2 separate regions of the Rattus norvegicus genome follow, and region 1 is linked to region 2. Evidence: chromatin contacts called from public Hi-C data. All regions are on one chromosome and are shown on one strand. Each heading gives the region's core, a stretch centred on a gene start, on an enhancer-like site or on the middle of the called end of the contact. The rest is flanking DNA. Distances are from core to core; before and after follow the strand shown.

Evidence for each region. A called contact is a pair of places that touch in the nucleus more often than the background predicts.
Region 1: a contact with region 2 is called in a Hi-C map of liver, with 2.1 times the contacts expected there. The contact joins two enhancer-like sites. A contact is called at or near these places in 3 of 12 Hi-C or Micro-C datasets (liver and mammary epithelial cells).

What each region holds. Positions count from the first base shown.
Region 1 is chr2:122,535,760-122,540,237 of GRCr8, reverse strand. No RefSeq gene overlaps it. Among named protein-coding and RNA genes, the nearest start is that of Spry1, 53 kb to the right of the region's middle. Within about 2 kb of position 2,762, at least 10 of the 93 cell types and tissues checked have an H3K27ac peak or open chromatin away from gene starts, as enhancers often do. A contact at or near this core is called in liver, where this site is marked.
Region 2 is chr2:122,498,012-122,502,274 of GRCr8, reverse strand. No RefSeq gene overlaps it. Among named protein-coding and RNA genes, the nearest start is that of Spry1, 15 kb to the right of the region's middle. Within about 2 kb of position 1,519, at least 14 of the 93 cell types and tissues checked have an H3K27ac peak or open chromatin away from gene starts, as enhancers often do. A contact at or near this core is called in liver, where this site is marked.

The sequences.
Region 1 (4,478 bases), core at 1,513-4,012, 37 kb before region 2:
GCTCCAAGTATTTTGGCTTGTAGACTTAGCATCCTTCTACTGACATTTGGGGGTGTTCCCTGACAGTGAGGGCCAGCTTTCTGACCTTTGCACTGGGATACCCTCTCCTGAGTACCTAATTCTAGATTAAACCCCATGCATCTAAATACACAGGTGAATTCCACCGTCCTGGCCACAGTCTATCTGTTTGTCTGTCCACTTGTTTACAGAGTGTCATTCACCCAGTCCCTACAGATGGCCACACTCAGGTTAAAAGGCCCCATTTCTGGGGCTTTAAATGACTGTTCCTACTGTACAAAAGAAGCCAGACTTCACAGAGAAAGGGCTTCTCAGCCTCACATTGAGCCCTAAGAATTTTAGCCAATTATTCTTTATGATATCAAGCTAGCTAGTTATTTGCAACTATTCCGCTCTTATAAAAAATAATACATCTTAACTTCATAATCACATTTTTGTTGGCGTCTCCAGTAACTGAAATGAATCTGTATCTGTTAGCAAGTATCTCACATTCCCATTTACAAGTGGAAATGCTGACTGAACGGCCCTGGCTGATGTTACAGCCCTTACTTCAGAATACCATGGTTTTTTTTTTTAATCCAACACCATTTGAAATAGAAAGTTTCAAAAAATAATGGCAACACTTTATAGCCAGCCCCATGAATGTTATAAGGGGATAAGGGGCCACACCTTGAAATTTCATTTTTAACTTAAAAATGCAAGCCACACATACTCAAGTGATTAATTTTAATTTTTTAGGAACATTTTATTGTATTTTCCTGAGGATTTTTACTCAGATTTTCCACGTCTGGTTTTTCCCGCTCCGTGTTAGCTTCAGACTCTGACAAGCTTTCTAAATGTACTCACAGATAATGGGAGGACGGAGGAGGGGGAGTGAGTGATTGATTGACTGAGATAGAAATTGAGAGAGAGAGAGAGAGAGAGAGAGAGAGAGAGAGAGAGAGAGAGAGAGAGACTGGGGAAGACAATAGGGCCTCACAGTTGTGTTGAAAGCTTCCTTTCCAGGATGGTCTGCTTTTCTTTCTGTTATGATAGAACACTGACCAAAAGAGGAAAGGTTTATTTGTCTTACACTTCCAGGACACAGCCCATTACTGAGGGAGGTCAGGCCAGGCACTCAAACAAGAACTTAAAGCGGAAACCATGGAGAGGCTCTGCTTGATGACTTGTTCTCAGGCTCAAATTCAGCTGGCTTTCTTACACAGCCTGGGGCCACCGGTCTAGGGATGGTACCACCCACAGTGGGCTGAGCACAGGACAGTTTCCTGTGACCATCCCATAGGCCGATCTGATCCCACAGTGGATGGCTCCTTCTCTGGTAAATTCAGACTATGCCAAGTTGACAGGTAAAGCTAACTTGGATGACCAGAGTTCTCCAGTCAGGGTGTCAGGAATTGACTGCACATTCTTACACAGGGCTGAGTCTGCTTTCTCTGGAGTTGGAACCACTGTGCTTACTAAGAACCACCCATGCCCTCACCTTGCCTCAGCTGCATGGAGTGACTGCAGGACGCTTTACTTTGCCTCATATGGATAGCCCTGTGACAGCCACACCACCAATGTGTCACACTCCCTCCTCTTGTTCTCTCCTTCCCTTTCTCTGTCCTTCTTGTCTCCTAGACCCTGTGCCTGGAGCCCATCTTAGTAGGAGATATAGAAAGGAGGCCTTAGAAGCAAAGTCCGCTCTCCCTGGTGTCCCATGGTGTAAGGGACACTTGGATAGAAGTCCTTCCTCTCTGAGTCCTGTGACCTTATCTACCAGCGACCCTTCACAAAGCCAGTGCAATGCCCTGGTGGACTTCTGTGCAGTCCAAGTCACCTCTGACCCCAGGTCTGCTTTGGTCTTCAGGTGGGGGCCAAAGCACAGAAAATACTGAGAGGCTCCCGAGGGGAATGCTCACCTCCCAGAGTAGACTTAGTTACAGTGCTTTAAAGCAGCTCCTGCTGAGGGCTTCTTTAAAAACTTTAAAAAATAAAAATAAAAACTAAAAAATCAAGGCATTAAACCTAGCTTAGTGCTGATTGGATTCCGAGCACTCAGAAGGGAAGCAGGAAGATCACATGTTCAAGATCATCCTCTGATATGTGGTTAAGTTTGGACAGAGGAAAGAACTTAGGACCAAAGACTTGGCAGGAAACAGAAGCCAAACGAAGTACCACTGCCTGTGTTTATCACCTCATTCCTGGGGCGAGCACAGAGAGAAGGAGAGTTCTTGCTACAAGCTGCAATTCCTTCGTGCATACCATAATAATCCCCGAGCTCCTTTGCAGTTCGAGAATCTCCCGGCATCTCCTCTGCCCCAAAGCACACTTAATGCATGCTCAGTATAAGCCTATGAGGGAGAAGTCTCTCATGGACGAGTTCTGAAGGAGTCCTTTTAAGGACTTGATGAATGGGTGAAATTCCAAGAGGAAGGAGCGATGTCATCAAGATCCCTGAGAGAAGGGCAGAGGGCGGGCAGCCGTGCGGACCGGCAGGCGGCACTTACACAGGTAATCAGGTTTCTACCTATGGAAGGGAAAGAAGTTTCGGTTGGACCCGGTTCAACAGGACACGAGCCCGGAAGGGCGGCTTTAGTCTTCTGATGTAAGACGTTATGTAAGTCAAACAAATGCACCCGTCTTTTAGGAATGCCCCACACAAGCTGCAAGAATCTTCGGGAGACAGGGTGAGAATGTTTGTCCACACTGGGTTGGCCGTGTGCCTGCCTTGCACAACCCTCTCTGGAATCCATTACCACGCCCTGCCCCCAGCTCTCACTGCAATCCGTGCAGGGCACTGACCCACATCAAAGTGGAGCCCTGTGGCCCCTACATCCCCAGTGGGACAGGGGAAGCTCAGCCTGCCGCAAGAGAGCCCGCCTTGTCCTTACTCCTGTCTCTAATTGTAATCCTTTAGCCCATTTGGAGGGAAGAAATCCCAGTGAGGAAAAGCAAAGAGAAGAGTGAAAAAGTAAAGGATAAAGACAGGACCTTTCTGGTTAGCATCCCCACCGTTAGCAGCAGATCCTCAGCAGGACAAGGTAGCACTGATCTGCAAGTTCCGCACCTGGGAGTCCAATGCAGGAGGATCATGAGTTCTGAGCCAGCTAAGGTTACATTCTTAGGACTTAAATTCCAAACAAAAGAATCAGACCTTCCCTCCCCTGAAAGCTACTAAGGAGCACACCTCAGGTTAAAGCCAAATCACCTTTCCAGCTTGTCTTGAGGGGTGATAAGATAAATTCAACCCACACTATAAAACCTTTACAAAGACATTGTTTTGTACAATCCAGAGTGATCTACAATTTGAGTTTTCAGTGGGTATGTTTATTAAGTATACACATCAAGAGAGAGAGAGAGAGAGAGAGAGAGAGAGAGAGAGAGAGAGGAAGGGAGAGGGAAGGAGGGAGAAAGAGAGGAAGGGAGAGAGGGAGGGAGGGAAGGAAGGAGAAAGGTAGGGAAGGAAGGAGAGAGGGAGGGTGGGAGGCAGAGAATGAGATTGAGTGGGTGAGTAAAACATTGGCTAATTGAGTGCTCAAAATACCGGCAAAATTGGACTGGGAAGGTTGAGAGGTCAACTGGCATCCCTTCCCAGTGATCTTTCGCCCCCTTGATGAGCTCCCCACTGCTGAACTTCTGGTTTTTCCTCCCTCCTGATGAACTTCCTGCTTTTTCTCCCCACTGCAAACTTTTTTATATTAGGGGATAAACAATTGTATCCTCTGTTCTAGCTGTTCTCAAGGACACAGTGTTTTCATTCCTGAGCTGTTTGTCTCTTTCCTTTCTTCTGTATCACAGACTCAGAGGACAGCCAACCTCCAGACCTTAGTTAAGGGTGGGCATTTTGAGGCACATATGTTTAGGTATGAAATGGGGCTGGCAACGCCCCCTCCAGGCTCATCTTCTTGGTGAGTTCAAACAGCACATGACAATTTAACATCATGCCCATTACAATCACATCATGAACGTCAACAAGGAATGGTAGCCATCTATCTATCCCATCCCGCGGTCATTTAAAGGAGCAGTTAAATTGATCTCAGACCATCACCACCGAATAAGGAGAGCTTATCAGTGAGCCCCTTAGCTCCTCCTACCCAGCAGCCATACTTGTTACATCTGAGGGCTGCGACTGCTTAGGAGATCAGCAGCAACTGTGAACAAGGGCACAGGCCCTCACTGCTCACTAATGCTGCCCATACCTCACACCCTCACTTCATGTAGAGGTGGCATGCCCCAGCCTGCGAGCAACATAGTCAGTTTTTCCCTCAGCCTGGAATCTGTGCCTCGAGTCTCACTCAGTTCTTGAAGCAAGCCAAAGGCTTCTCACTTCTTCTCTTTGAAGTCCACACAGACACTGAATTTCTGGGGTGTCTCTCCAGGAGTCTGCTTTTTTTTTTCTTTTCCTGGACTGCTGTCATATACGCTTGTCATTAATCTTCTGGTCACATCTACCTCTGTTTGAAGAGTGGTTTTCCTGA
Region 2 (4,263 bases), core at 270-2,769:
AGTGCAGCGGAATGATTTGCCAGCACCAGGAGGACGCATCTAGTCCCAGTGTTCTCAGTCAACGTAAAAACTGTTTTATTCCTGTCAAACTATGCCAACCTCGTGGCCCCTTATTAACCTGCAAGTATGTTGAAGTGCTAAAACTTAGAGGAATATTATGTCAGTGCAATGATTCCCCTTATTCCTAGACTACTCCACCCCTATCCTAGGGAGAGACCACCACAGACTGGAGATGCAACCTATCCAAAACCCAAAGCACTAGTTCACCTGATAAAATGGGTCTGAGAAACTCGGCTCCTGGCTTTGCACTGTGAACTGAAGTAAACTCAGATGATACTGGCCATTTTCCAGATTCTTTGGTTCCTAGATGATGCTCCAATTCTAGTCATTCAGTCATTCAAGGATACCTAGACCCTAATCCGGAAGGACCAAATGGTGTGCTTTATGAATAACCCAGCCCAGGAAAAGGAAGTGGTCTCAGTAGCTCCAGGCCAGGCCTCCGCAGGCAGGTATCCCAGAGGGGTCCAAGTTGAGGTGTTCATAAAGCTCACTTCCACAAACCTTAACTATTCTCCTCTGGAAGCATTTGATGTGGCCAATGCTTTGACAAAAACTCTCTACAGCAGAAACAAGATCTTAGGATTCTGTTCATGTATGTATGATGGAGATGATTTTAAGTTGGATTATATCATATGTGGAAGCATATGGACTTACTAATGTAGGGAATAGCCTTCTGGTCAGGAATCAAATTTGTCTTTTATGACTCAATTGTGAAATGTAAGAAAAATATCGATGAGGATGTACTGGATGCCTACTATGAACCAAGCAAGCGTCTCTCAGGGTGCAGGAGGGTCAGCCCTGTAACCCTAGCCACAGACTGTCCCAGTTCAGGACAGAGACTGGCAATGACTTCCATGGGCAAAGAGGACTGCTGTGGATAAAGGAGAAGCTTGACTAAGCTTAGATCCGACCACCCACCCAAAAGCCGGGTGTGGTCCCATGAGTGTCTGCCTGTAGTCCAGTGCTGTAAGAGCTGGAGACTAGAGGATCAGTGTGAGAGTCTGTCTTAAAGAGATAAGGCGCGGGGGGGGGGGGGGGTGATCATTCTAGAACAGGATGCCTCTTCCAGTCTCACATGCTCACAGGAGCCCTCACACACTGGTACACACAAGACACACACACACACACACACACACACACTGGTGCACACACTTAAACGCACAAGTAATGAATAGTTTACAGAAAAGTAGCTACTGTTGGAGATACTGGTTTCTCGTGAGCCAGAGTGAGGTTTAGACTTAACTATAGACTAATAAGATTAAAGAGACACAGGTGGCCTCCGAGAGCTGGATTTAGAGGTGTGCTGCTATAGGGCTTAGGAATAAAAAAAAAAAAATCCCAAAAGATTTATGCAGCAGAGAACTGGGAAAGGAAACAGAACGCAGGCTGTGGAGCCTTCCAGCCCAGCCAACACGGAGCAGGGCTTAGCGGGGCAGGGCAGGAGGCAGAGAAAACAGCTGGTGGTGCGATGAGCTGGAAAGACTGTTTCATATGGTTATTTGTCTTGCAGCCATGCCTTGAGCCCGGAACATCTTAGGAGAAATGACACAAGCGTTCCAAGCGTCACCCATCTCTTTCCACGGGGCACACATTTTCCACGGGGTCAAAGAGACCCAGGGTTTAATTTGTATGGTTGCCTGCATGTGTTTTCCCTTCAGTAAGAACTGAGCAGCCTGTCACAGACTCTCTGCTGGGCTCCCCAGGCCTGTGGTTGCATTAGTCATTCGTCCTGCCCTGGGGGTGGGGGTGACAGTTGCCTCTGGGATCTGTTTGTAGGGCACTAGCTCAGGGGAACTTCCTCACACTCAGTAGCAGAAAGGAGTAAATGTTTGTTTTGAAAGATAAGCTTGGTTGAGTAGGAAGGACAGCTCCAGGGCGAATACTTTGAAAAAACTGCTTCTCAAAGGAATGTTGGGTTTTCTTTTTTCAAGACAGGCAAGTTGGAACAGACTTTTTTTTAAGAGCCCTGCCAGCTTTTCTTCTTTCCAAAATTTGCCTTCTTTTACAATCTACACAAAGGACAGCTCCCCTGAAGAGGCTCCCTGCCCCATTATAACACCCATCTGAGATCCTGCAACCACTCAGTGTGGAAGACAAAACCGCCCACGGCCTTTGGAGACAGAGCTGACCCTCACCCTTTGAGATCCATCCACCAGCCCACTTTCTAATGACCACCTTCCAGAGGGGGCTTTCCAACTCTCCACGTGGGCCTTACTCCTTCATAAAACCTGGAGACAACCCAACTTCAGCACAGCACCTATACCCATTTCAAATCAAAGAGAAAGTGACCAGTTCTAAATCCCAAATTATTTGGCCTTTGTTTGTAGAGAGCACAAGTAGGCATGGGCTCGTGTGCACATGCGCGCACGCGCATACACACACACACACGCACACGCACACGCACACGCACACGCACGCACACACCTGGCTTCTCCTGCATTCACTTACTGTCCCATGGTATACTCCACTCAGGAACTGTCACATAAGGTCCCAGATTCCAAGTATAGGCAGGTCTGTCCAATGACATCAGCGTAGCCCGAGGGTAGAGCATACAAGCACTTGTGGAGGCCAGAGGTCAGCACTGGACGTCTTCTTCTCCAGCTCTCCGCATTGTTTTAGGGGTCGAGGTCTCTTACTGAACCTGGAACTCACCAGTTCAGCTAGGGTGCCTGATCATCGAGGCCCAAGAATCTCTGTGTCTTCACCCCACCCTGTGTTAGGGTTTCAGGAACACACTACTTGGGTACTGGGGATACAAACTCATCGTCTCCTGCCTACCCGCCCAGCAGATCCACTGCTCCCTGTGCTGCCATCCAGGCTTTGAACAGCGGCTTTTGCTGCCCACACTGGTTGGGACTCCTTCCTACGAGCTGCAGAAAGAATCCAAGTTGATTTTAACGTCTCTGTCCAGTTCAGTTTGAGTCTTAGGATCCTGATTTCCAATGGCCTTGTAGACCTGTTCTGCGGGCTACACCACCCTTCCCCTACTTTACCAAGACAGAAAAACACAGCAGAATAAGGAAAACCAGGACCCTGAAATACTGGTTTTTATGATTCTCTAAAAGTGTGAAAAGCAGGGGCTGGGTGAAGCCCATGGAGATGCACCGTGAGGGAAGGAGTGGTTTTAGGAAACAGGGAGGGCGTAGTTGACTTGGAATGTTAAAGTTCTGACAACAGGGTTCACGCTTCTCTGAATACAAGGCAGGGAACTCTGGAGAACGGGGTGGAAGGATGGATCGGTAATTTTGTTTCTGTTTGGTGTTGGCCGCTCCCCTGCCTCTTTGCTTCCTGACCACTGGATTACTTATTAACAGTTGTAGGAGTAGAGCAGGGAGAAAACTGTCCGCCTTCCCTGTTCTTCATGCTTTACAGAAACTCGTCTCTGCTTACAGGGAGCAGTGGTGAGGATTCCTCCTTGTCCACCGTCCACTGCCTCATCCAGCCTTAGCGAGAACTCCCCTCACTGTTCATTAACTGCCCATTGGGCCACTCCTTCCATCTCTAGTCCCTGCAGCGTTCTCCTGCAGTCTTCAACACTGCCTGAGGAACCTCCCTGAAACTCAAGTCTGGTCCCATTGTTCTACTAGTAGTGGCTCTGAATTCCCACAGGACAGAGCTCACATTCGGATCTTACTGCTGCCAAAGCCCAAAGTCCTTCTCAGGTACCCCAGTTGGTGTTTTGCTTTTTTCTTTTTTGGGGGAGTGGTGGTGGTGGTTTGTTTTTGTTTTTGTTTGTTTGGTTTAGGTTTGGGTTTTGTTCTTTTGAGACAGGGTTTCTCTGTCTAACCCTAACTGTCCTAGAACTCACTCTACAGACCAAGCTGGCCTCAAAGAGACCACCTTCTAAGTGCTAGGATTAAAGATGTGTGCCACTAACTTGGGAGGTGGTCCTTGGTTCTGAAAGAAAGCAGGTTGAGCAAGCCATGGGGAGCAAGACTGTAAGCAGCACCCTTCCACGACCTCTGCTTCAGCTCCTGCCTCCAGGTTCCTGACTTGAGATCCCGCCCTGATGAGCCGAGATGATAGCATGTGACCTGAGTTATGAGCTGCAATAAACCCTTTCCTTCCCAAGTTGTTTTGAGTCATGATGCTTATCACAGCAGCATAAACCTAAGAGCCCAGGCACTTATGATCCAAACATACCGAACTGCTTGTGATTTTCCCATCACACTACGGTCCTCTCGTCAGAAGCGCATTGGTACG